2 separate regions of the Mus musculus genome follow, and region 2 is linked to region 1. The links are chromatin contacts, called in public promoter capture Hi-C maps. All regions are on one chromosome and are shown on one strand. The core of a region is the stretch at or near the end of the contact, and the rest is flanking DNA. Distances in the headings are between cores, read along the strand shown. Region 1 holds the start of Ice2 (interactor of little elongation complex ELL subunit 2). Region 2 holds the start of Foxb1 (forkhead box B1).

Region 1 (5,852 bases), core at 1,718-4,217:
TTACAGAAATAACTGCAGAATTTTAAAAAAAATTCCCACACAGGACTTGCTACAGGGATTTAAAGTACATATATAAAGAATAAGCAATTATTAATTAAGATTAAGGGTAAAATATTATACGTATACATGAAAAACACAAACACTGATTTTTAATGACAGAATTATGTTTTATGGTGTTCTGATGAAATTACAACTATGATCTCATTCTGTGTATATAAATATACAGCTGTGTATGGAGAAAGGTAAATATCAAAGTGTTATCAGCAGCTTTCTTCTATTTTTTACATTTTTATAATTCAAATGTTTACTATGATAGTCATAAAATTTCAGTTATCAGAAAAACAGCAATGAAATGAAAAATTAAATAACCAAGTGAATATTACCTGTTAGACAAAATATAGAGTTCTTTTAAACTTGGAGCCATGGAATGGTCTTTATAATTTTCTGGAGAGAAAAATGCTTTAAGGCCATTTTTGGGTGTAACATCCCTGTGGAATAAAGTAATTTATTTGTACTCGACAATTCAAAATCTCATGTTAGACAAAGAAGCATAATGTTAGAGCTGTAAGTTATAACCTCTACCCCAGCTTTTCCCAATCACCTCCTAGCCAGTATAATTTCATGTACCAGATCTTGTGTATTTACATGTTTTACTTCTTAGATAGCTTTAAGCTTGGAGCAGTGTGAAATTCTCAAGGTCCATAGTTTGTTTTCCTGTAGTATACAAATAACTTCAGAAGCTTGAACAGTAAAGGTGGGACAGAATGACATTTAATCAAGGGTCTGTCAGGGCCAGGGCTCACCTCTGGCATGAATGGTAATGTTAAAATGTAACAACTTATTTTTGATTTGGGTACTATTGTGCCAAGTGAAAACACTGGCCCTCCTATTTACTGTTAACTTGATCTGACTTGATAAATGGGGTGAATGACAGGTGTTTCCTAAACCCATCTCTAAAGTGATAAGTTCTATAATATCAAAATTAGTTTGAGACTAATACAGCCAATGTTGGTTAAATGAAAGAAATAAAGAATTGAAGTACTGAGATTAATTTAAGGATTAATCTGTGGGAATGGAAACTGTAACACTTCAAAATCACTTTGGTATCACAGTGCCAGAGGTGTGGGGGAGCATCTGCACAGCACAGAACTATCTAGGGAATACCTAGATATCATGAGAATACCTAGTTCTAGTACTAGGAAGAATTGTAAATGATTCAGTACAGGTTGGACATGGTGGAACACACCTTTAATCCAGCACTCAGGATGCTGAGGCAGGTGGATCTCTCTGAGTACAAGGCCAGACTGATCTCCATAGTGAGCTCCAGGTAAGCCTGGAGACCAGAGAGACCCAGCCCCCACCCCACCCCAAAATATCCCATTATAATTGAGACTGATACGTTATGGTCAATGTTACTTGAGTGAAGGAATTAAACTGAAATATTGACAACAATTCGAGCACTTCTCCACAAGAAAACTGTAATAATGATATAAAATTATAACTAAGAACTTGAGTGTTAGGTTGTCATTTTAGGAATTGAAATCTTTCCAGCTAGGGGGCTGGAGAGATGGCTCAGCAAATGTCCTGAGTTCGAATCCCAGCAACCACATGGTGGCTCACAACCATCTGTAATGGGATCTGATGCCCTCTTCTGGTGTGTCTGCAGACAGCTACAGTGTACTCATATACATAATAAAAAAAATCTTTAAAAATCAGTCAGCTATAACTCAACAAACTTGGTATATGAACAGGGTAATTTCTGAGACCCTGGTGGCTAAAAATTATAAAATCTCTCCAGGCCAGAAATCTCCTTTCCTATGATACCCACCATCCCCAGCTTGTTCCTTCACAGTGGATCAGGAAGAGGACCAACTCACCAGTTCAGCCTTGGTTCACTCATGGTTATGCTAGAGCTCATCTTCCTAGAATTCTCCTTCACTCTAGCCCACAATTATTTCAGCTGGGCAGTGAAGGCTCCCAGAGAGTGAGGGTCGGATCCTTCCTAGAGTCTACAGTTAACTGAAGACAAACAAAAGGTCAAGATCAAACCTATATCACCTTGGGTCATAAAAAGCCTTTGCTTGATTAGCATCTACCTCAAGTGACTAAAACACACAGGCAGGCAGAACGATTCTTTGTAGCAAAGATCCGTTCCCTTTAACTTATGCAAGGAGTGTTAGCCTCAACATTAGCTGAGTTAGTAAGACCCCAAACCAGAAGGGTGCCCTGTGTTCTCGCATTGTTTACATTATGGCAGGGCTGTCTTCCCTTCCCCTCACTCCCTTACCACCAATACAAATCGTGTTTCCATTTCCTCTAGTTATATACAGCTATGGAGGCGGTCTATGACATGCGATGCACACAGAAAAGGCTCTCTGGATCCCAGGGACCGTGTCCTTTTCAAAGAGAACTTTGCACTTGTGACACTCAGGTGCGAGCAACTCCAGAAAACAATTCACAGGCACCTTTAAAGGTGTCATCGGAATTAACGCTGTAGCTTGACTTCTTCACTCACGCTGGGTGTCTGTCCCTGTCATCCCGTGCGGCCTTGAGATACTTAGGAGTCCAATGCAGGAACTGGCCTCTGGGTCCCTATGGGGTCTCAGGGGCGTCCCTCTCCGCCTACCACCTACCTCTCCTTTCCCCTGAGTGTGGGGCTGAGGGGGAGGGGAGGGAACTACAGAGAAGCAAAGGGAGACAAAAGTATCGGGGAAGGAGAGGGGTCGAATGAGGAAAGCCTTAGGGCCTGTGAGGGAAGCCGCCGAGGAAGACACGTGAGGGAAGCCGCCGAGGAAGGCCTGTGAGCAAAGTCCGGTGAGGCGCTGCCTCAGACCCGCGTCGCCATGTTCCCTCTCCCGCCCCTCGCGTTCCCGACGAGCCGGAGTCGGCGCGCAGCCGCCTTTCCGCCCACCTCAGGGTCCCAAGCGGCTCTGGCCCCCGAGAAAAGCCGACGCTTCCACACACGTTTTGTGCTGAACTCACTGCTGCCCGCCTACGAAGGCCTCATTTAAAAGCCCCGAGGGCGCCCGCACGGCCGCGCGTGATGACGTCACGCGAGCGCCGCGGGACGGGCCTGCGCGCGAATGCAAAGGGAGGACTGGCCACAGTGTTAAGGGACCAGGTAGACCCAGGCTGTAACTTCAGGCTTCCCTCATTCTGATCCTGACTCGTCAGTAGTTTTTATGTGTGTGCTTGATTGTCTGTCTGTCTGTCTGTCTTAGAAATAGTGTCTCAAGTAGGGCAGGTTCACTTTAAATATCCTATGTACTCCAGCCAAGGCTAACCTTGAACTTCTCATCCTTATGACCCCCACATCCTGAGTGTTGGGATTACAGACATGCACTACCACCACACCCCATGTATACGGTGTTGGAAAGGGAACCTAATCTTTCAGGATGACAGGCAAGCACCCTACCAAGTTACATATTCAGCCCCTATCATCAATTTTTATTACATACAGATAAGGGTTTTGGAAAGGTCTAAATAAGACAAAGAATGAAGCTATATTTAGCGCACTACTCAACACATACTAGGCTCTCATTACACCCAAAATCTCCACTCCACTCTCTTTTTCATTTTAGAGATAGGCCAATGTCTGCTAGTGGGCCTTCGAGTCTCTCACGCTATTCTTGCAGCAATTCATTAAAAAGAGATGGATTAAGCACAAATATTTTCTGTTTGGTGTTGAGTGCAAGAAGGACCAAAACTAAAACCGGCTTTTCCAGAACTTCTGATTTTTGGGACTCTAAGTCATCGTGTGTAAACGGATCAAAAAAGAGAGTGACGAGCCACTTTAAGTGTTACTGGGGCTGGAGAAAAGGCTTGGTAGTTAAGACTGTTTGCTGCTGTTCTTCCAGAGGACTCAAGTTCAGTCCTCAGCACCCACATGAGGTGGCTCACAAACATTTGTTATCCAGCTCCTGAGGATTTGGTACCTACCCGCTGCCCTCCTACCTGCTGCCCTCCGAGAGTACCCAAACACATGTGGTACACACATGGAGACATTTAAATAAAAATAAATCTTTTAAGACAAGATGTTGTGGCTAGAACCATAAATGATGACCCCCTTTTAAGCTGGGTGTGGTGGCGCACGCCTTTAATCCCAGCACTCGGGAAGCAGAGACAGGCAGATTTCTGAGTTCGAGGCCAGCCTGGTCTACAGAGTGAGTTCCAGGATAGCCAGAGCTACACAGAGAAACCCTGTCTCGAAAATAAATAAATAAATATTTAAAAATAAAAATAAATAAATAATAAATAAATAAATATTCCCCTTTCAAGTTTACTCATCTTAATCTTCCCTCTTTCACTTGCTTGAAATATCTGATTCTCTTCTATATGTCTTTTGTGTATTTTCTAGTAACATTACTGTTTTAACACACCCATGATGTTATCTTTCTTTCACTTCTGAGTCCCCCATGAAGTATCCATTGTAAGGTAAGGTTGGTAGTCCCCAGTTTCCTCAGTTTTTGCTTATCTTGGAAGATCTTTGTTTCCCCCTCATTTCTGAAGAATAGCTCTGCTGAGTATAGTGATCCTGATTGGCAGTTGTTTTCTTTCCTGACTTGAAATATGTCATTCTGTGCTTTCCTTGCCTGTAGGGCTTTTACTGAGAAATTTCCTCTTACTCTAATGGGGCTTCTATTAAATGTGATTTAGTGCTTTGCAGATTTTACAGTTCTTTTCTATCACGTATTTAGCTGTTATCTTGCTGCTGTTCTGGGGATTTAACCCCGAGCTTTAAGTATGCTAACCAGGCATTAGCGCTGAGCTGTAGCCCCAGTGCTGCCCTATCCTCTTGACAGTGTGGTTATGTAATGGTGATGGTTCTTTCTGCTCATGTCTTTTCTGGGGATCCAGAGGTCTCCGGTTTATGAGTGTCCAATACCTTTCTGAAGCTAGGGAAGCTTTCTGTTAGCATTTCATTTAATGACTGTTCTACACATTTAAACTTTATTCTCTTGACCTGGGTATGGCAGTGATAGAAATGTTTGTCCCCCATTCAATGCTGTCTCCCAAAATCTTGAATGTCCTTTTTTTTCTCTTTTGTTCTGAATTTGATAGTTTGAAAGGTATGCCTTTAAGTTCTCACAGTCTCTCTTCCACTTGATGTGCTCTGTAGTTGAGGCTTTCACGTGAATTTTCTAAAAGATATTTATTTTTAAAATAAATTATTTCAGGTTTATGTGTCTTGTTTTATGTGCATAAATGTTTTGCCTGCACATATGTCTGTGTGTGCAGTGCCTGTAGGGCATCAGAAGAGGGCGTTATAGTCCCTGAAAGTGGAGCTATTGGATGTCTGTGAATCACCATGTGGGTGCTGGAACAAATGCTCTTAACTGCTGAGCCATCTTTTCAGCCATTATCTATTTTAATTTATTTTAATTTAATTTTAAGTGTATATTTGCACACGTATGTATGCATGTATGTATGTATGTGCACTATGTATATGTAGTATCACATGCCAGAAGAGGGTGTTGGATCCTCTGCAACTGGATTACAGACACCATGTGAGTGCTCAGAACTGAACTCAGGTCCTCTACAGGAGCAACCAGTGAGTGCTCTTAGCCACTGAGCCAGCTTTCTAATCCTCAAATGAACTTTATTTTTTATTTTTATTTTTTCTAGACTCGCTCCTGATTTTAAGCATTTCTGTTTGGTTCTTGTTCAAAACTGGTTTTCACTTGATTTTCTCTCTCAAATCTCACTCTGTCTTCCTAGCTCCAGTTACTGGTTCAGTTGTGTTCTCTTGGGCTTCTTTGGGCTTTGCAAAGTTACTCTTTTGAATCCTTTATCCGGTGGTCCATTCATGCTGTGCTCATGTCTAGTTTTCCCAAAAGCATGTGGTCAAAGTG
Region 2 (5,852 bases), core at 1,321-3,820, 360 kb before region 1:
AACAAAGATTTATTCCAAGTTAAAGTGATTGTTTTGGGTTTGTCCGTGTCCCCCCCCCCCCCGTGAACGTTTTCACTTTTAGAATTTAGTTAATCTTCTGTTTGCTCTGAGCAGTGATTTCGACAACCACACAAAGACCCCTTTTGCAGGACAACAAAATGTCAATTGTTAAACCTTACGCTATTCCTCACCCAGACCGGGTAGAAAAGTATCTTACTGGTTGCCATTGGGGGTAGGGCTGGGGGGGGGGGAGGTAGGGACGATGGTCTTTTACCATCTGGGATGCAATCACCATAAATATTTTATCCATCTTTGCATTTCGGTATGAACCCCTGCACATGTTTGCTAAAGGGAATCTGTAAAATACTCAAGGGCTTCCAAGCCGGCACCTTTCCACCCAGGAGCAATCCTACCTTGGCTTAAAGCCGCGATTGCTTTAGTGCCTCCGAAGCTCTATCTAGAGCAAGCAAGGCAAGGAACCAGAACTCCATCCCACTTCAAACACCCCTCGGGTTCCCCACCCCTTTGCGCTCCCAGCTCCTCCCACTGCAGGCCCTGGAGCCTAACCCGGGCACGCGCAGAAACACCACCAAACCTTAGTTTGTTGTTGTAGCGCGCGCAGCTCAGTCCAGTAGGGCTGCCTCTGGCCCAAACTGGGCCTAGGGTCCAACTGATTTAATCTTTGGAGAAGGGAGATCCACATATCTGCCCTGTTCTAGCCTTGCCCCCAGAGACGGGTCAATGCTTCTACCCCCACCCCCCTGCTCGCACCTCCTCCCTCCTCCTGGTTATTTTTTCCCCCGAATTAAGAAGGTGACTTGAGTCTTCCCTTCAAGCACTCTGTTAATATTGAAAAACGTGCGCTTGCATCTAAAGCGCAGCAGCCCAGGCGCCAGAGCCATTTCAATATTAATGAAATTGTTTAATCTCCTAAATTCGTCGTGTTTAAGTTACGTTTTGGTGAGTTATTGACCGGCTTCGAAACTGTGGTTAATGAAGTTATGTGAGTAGGGATGTGTGTGTGTGTGTGTGTGTGTGTGTGTGTGTGTGTGTGTGTGTGTGTATGTGTGTGTGTGCGCGCGCTCGGAAGCTGAAAGGTTTTCTTGCTATTCACAGACTAATGCTCTACTGTCACTCAAAGTGTAACAAACGTCACACTACAACTATCAGTCTGCTCCTATGGGGGAGGGGGAGGAAGAAAGAAAAAAGGAAAAAGAGGTTTTCGGAGTTTAAAGACAGTTCTGTTAGGCTGTAGGTATTAAGTATTTAACCTAGTGGCATGGGGTTCTTTTTAAAACCACAAAGGCCCCCGGAAAGCGCTGAAAAGCGTGGAACTCCTGGCTTGTACTCATTGCGTGCAAGCCGAAGGGTTGAGTCGCGGTTTATTCCCTAACAGTTTGATGAAGACGGCGACGACGAAGAAGAAGATGATGATGATAATGATACTAATGATTCATTTAATCCTCACAAGGCAAATATGAACTCGAAGGAGCCCGCTATTCTCTCCAGGCCTGGTGCCACGTGCCCCCCCCCCCCCCAAAAAAAAAACCTCGCTGGTCTCAGCAGGCACTGTTTGTCTTTTCATGGAGTTCTAAACTCTAAAGAAACTATTCCCATGTAAAAAGGGGGAGGGGTCTGCAAAATGCTGACCCGCTAACTTCCAAGAAACCTCAGACTTCGCAAGCACCTGGAAAAAGGAGACCCGGAAGCCATAGCGTACATTGGACAAACTCCCGCCCTCCCCAGGCCCACACGCTGCCTTGCCTCAATTTACCCTGAACGTCCTTGTGCCCATTAAATCTCTGAAAAACGTATTAAAGCAGAACCTAATACATTCATCCATTCTTTTCAAAGAACAAAAAACAAAAAACAAAAACCCCAAACTTACCTTGGCCTGGAGAGATGGCTCAGCCGTTAAAGGCTAGGCTCACAACCAATATATATATATTGAATATATATATATTCAAAACGGACTTATCCACCCAGCTGTCCAAATATATCTATCTATATGCGTCTATTAACTTTACCACCTTTTTAAAGCGACAGACAAATTTCTACCTGCCTCTTGCAGGACTGGGGGTGGGATTGCGAGGTAGGTTTCCATTTGAACAACCCATCCAATCAACCCCGCGCAGTGGCAACCAAAGTAGAAAGGTCGCCCTTCAGGAGAAAGCCTGTGCTATAAGTTAGCTAACAATACAAACCCGACACAAAGCAAAGGAAACAGAATACCCCAGCCGAGCAATTTCCATGTCAAACACCACCGGCGCGGCAGATAGCTCAGAGTGAGTGGTCACCTGCCAGCCGGCTCCGCGCGCTGCTCCGCTCATACCTTCCCATTGCGCACACCGGTAGGCGCTGCCCGCTCCCCGCGGGCGGCAGAGGCTCTTCCCGGTCTCCCAGTCTTCGGCTGGAAGTGATTCCTATTGGCCAAGGTGTCCATGTAAATAGGTGTGAAAGAAACCAGCGCTGGCCAGGCTCTCTCTCCTCTCCCTCAGTCCCCTCCCTCTGCAGCCCCCGCTCCCCCTCCTTTTCCTCCTCCTCCCAAGGCGATTGTCATACGATAGCTAAGAAGTGGCACATTAATGAAGCGCCGCTACAGGGGTCTTTTCTGCTCCTGTCACCGCTTAAAACTATCAGATGGTTCGAGGGTGGACATGGAGGCAGCCACCTAGCTCAGCGGAACCACGAACACCACAGCAGCGTCCTCTGGATCCCTGAGGCGGCGTCTGCCACTGTCCTCACGGGCACTCCGCAGCCGAGTTCGGTCTCCCAGCAGGGCGCACGACCCACGAGCGCGCTGCGCAGCCCGCGGAGAGGAGCTCTACCGGGCTGAGTCCAAGCCTAGCTGGCAGCGAGTCTCACTGCTCCCCGACGCTGCGCTCCGGTCGCGCGCAGGGAGGGACTCGGCCACCAGCCACGCCATCCCGGATGCGGACCGGCAACTTGGAACAACTTTAAGGTGAGCATCTATCTCTCTGTCCCCTCCCCTGAATCCAGGTCCTACCTACTTTCCTGCAAACCTCTCTGCTGCTCTCGGTCTTCCCCTCTCCACTTCCCCTAGCTGAGTCTTACCCAGTTTGGTGCGCAAAGTTGCTGGCACCCGAATCCCCTCTTCCCCACCCCCTATATCTGTGACTCGGCCTGAGTGACCTCGCCAGTGTCTCTGCACCTATGCTGCCCTTCTCCATCACCTCCCCCCTTCTCAGATTCGACCAGTCCTCCGGGCCGCGCGGACCCTGAGCAAGTGGCCAAGCAAGAAGATGCCTCGGCCGGGCCGCAACACGTACAGCGACCAGAAGCCGCCCTACTCATACATCTCGCTGACCGCCATGGCCATCCAGAGCTCTCCGGAGAAGATGCTGCCGCTCAGCGAGATCTACAAGTTCATCATGGACCGCTTCCCCTACTACCGGGAGAACACGCAGCGCTGGCAGAACAGCCTGCGCCACAATCTCTCCTTCAACGATTGCTTCATCAAGATCCCGAGGCGGCCAGACCAGCCGGGCAAGGGCAGCTTCTGGGCGCTGCATCCCAGCTGCGGGGACATGTTCGAGAACGGGAGCTTCCTGCGGCGTCGCAAGCGCTTCAAGGTGCTCAAGTCAGACCACCTGGCGCCCAGCAAGCCGGCGGACGCCGCGCAGTACCTCCAGCAGCAGGCTAAGCTGCGGCTCAGCGCGCTGGCCGCCTCGGGCACGCATCTGCCGCAGATGCCGGCCGCTGCGTACAACCTGGGCGGTGTGGCGCAGCCTTCCGGCTTCAAGCATCCCTTTGCTATCGAGAACATCATCGCTAGGGAGTACAAGATGCCTGGGGGGCTGGCCTTCTCTGCCATGCAGCCGGTTCCGGCTGCCTATCCTCTCCCTAACCAGTTAACTACCATGGGCAGCTCTCTGGGCACTGGATGGCCACATGTGTACGGTTCCGCGGGTATGATCGACTCAGCCACCCCCATCTCCATGACTAGTGGCGACTACAGCGCCTATGGAGTGCCGCTGAAGCCGCTGTGCCACGCCGCGGGCCAGACGTTGCCCGCCATCCCAGTGCCCATCAAGCCCACGCCGGCCGCAGTGCCCGCGCTGCCAGCTCTGCCCGCACCCATCCCCACCCTGCTCTCGAACTCGCCGCCTTCGCTCAGCCCCACCTCCTCGCAGACAGCCACCAGCCAAAGCAGCCCCGCCACCCCTAGCGAGACACTCACCAGCCCGGCCTCCGCCTTGCACTCGGTGGCCGTGCACTGACCCAAGGAAGCTGGGGCTCCGTCTTGGTCCACACCACCCCTCTCAACACTTCCCTGCTCCGGGTCCAGCCCTCCGCGACCTAAAACCGCCACCCCGACTTGCCCATTCTACCTTCTTCAGTCCTCGCTCTTAGAAGAACTTTTGGTTTTGGAACCAGAAGACAAACCACAAACTTGCCGGAAGGCGTGTGAAAGTTGTCTTCGGTCCCTCTAGGGCACCAGAGAAAACAGGGGCTAATCCAAGCCAAGCGGTCCCTCCTGGGACCCTGAAATGCACTCCCATCCAACAGGCAGAACACCCTGACTCCCTCCTGCTCGGAGAAAACAGAAACAAAACAAAACAAAACAAAACAAAACAAAACAAAACAAAACAAAACAAAACAACAAAACTACTCGTCTTCTGAGCTTGGAGAGGCATAGCTCTGGACTCTGCGCAATTTCAAGACCAGAGACACTGCCCGGGAGCAGAAGCCCGCCGAGGCTGCAGCCGCACTAAGAGGGCCGGATCTTCTTAGGTCCTGAAAATCTGTGGCCACAAGACCAACTCACTGATCCTCCAAAGGGATCGCCTCCGCCCATCAGGCCGGGATGGGCGGACCGCTACTTTCCCCGGCTGCGGCTCTGCCTCCCGGGCTTCTAAAGATTTTTTTCCCCTTCTGGGTTTTGTTTCCGGCCAGAAGCTCCCTTAGCTGGGAGTGAGGAGGGAGGCTGCTAAAACTCCGGAGGATGCTTGTCCTACACACAAGCAAAACACAGCTAAAAGTCACCGTTATTGTTTACAAAGCGCGCGGTTTAAAAAAAAATGTAAACAGTGAACTTGAAAATCTGCCAGGCTAGGGGCGAGGGGGTAGAGTCCTCTTTACAATTACCTGTTGTCATGTGAATGTTTGCTCTTCTGGCCAGCTTTGGGGGTGGGAAGGAGGTAGGGGGAGAATGGGGGAAGTTAATTGGGATGTTAACTTTCTTACTATTTAGAGACCTTTTTAGCTATTTATTTTGATGAAAGAGAAAAGAAAGGAAAAGGAAAAAGAAAAGAAAAAAGAAAGAAAGGAACGTAAACTAAGCCCGAGGGAGAAATCCTAGGGCGAGTGGGGAAGTGTGTAGATGAGCCGACTGGGAAGGGGAAGGGGGTGTCAGCAGAGATGTCCTCTGGACAGATCTTTCTGTTAAAAGAACTTTTCCGTGAAGCTAAAGGGCTGCAAAGAGTTGTAAATAGGAATGATTTACACTGTGTAAAATGCACTTTGGTTTGGTATGTTCCTTTTAGCATTCTAGGTAATTGACAGAAAACAAACAAACAAACAAACAAACAAAGAACAACCCAATAGTTGTTCCATTGTGACCTGCTTAATTTAAAAAAGAAATTGTAGTGTTGTTCAAGCTGTGAAAAAAAAATCCCTTTTATTTTTCTTCCTCTCTGCACAGAATTCGCATGGCATTTTAAATATTGATGTCCTTGTTCTCAGCATGCCCATTTTAAGACAGAGTTTTAAAAGGTGTCTACATTAAATTATGACCTAGTCTAAATAATATTTTCTCATTAAAATATGTAAATTCGAATTTCGTTAAGTTTTTGTGTGTTTTTGAAGAGTTGCTACAAGGGACAAAAGGT

The links. Promoter capture Hi-C pulls out the DNA fragments that hold promoters and counts their contacts.
Region 2: a contact with region 1 is called in a promoter capture Hi-C map of embryonic stem cells. The contact joins the promoter of Foxb1 here to the promoter of Ice2 in region 1. A contact is called at or near these places in 4 of 39 promoter capture datasets (cranial neural crest, embryonic stem cells and stem cell-derived epiblast-like cells) and 1 of 115 datasets of contacts at active chromatin or transcription factors (embryonic stem cells).

What each region holds. Positions count from the first base shown.
Region 1 is chr9:69,395,113-69,400,964 of GRCm38.p6, reverse strand. Ice2 (interactor of little elongation complex ELL subunit 2) reads right to left here and starts at 2,967. Exons shown (of 16, transcript NM_145618.3): 1 at 2,912-2,967; 2 at 1,878-2,019; 3 at 384-488. The coding sequence starts at 1,918.
Region 2 is chr9:69,757,658-69,763,509 of GRCm38.p6, reverse strand. Foxb1 (forkhead box B1) reads left to right here and starts at 2,570. Exons shown (of 2, transcript NM_022378.3): 1 at 2,570-2,962; 2 at 3,210-5,800. The coding sequence starts at 3,264. The coding sequence ends at 4,241. B230323A14Rik (RIKEN cDNA B230323A14 gene) reads right to left here and starts at 2,364. Exons shown (of 5, transcript NR_040765.1): 1 at 2,298-2,364.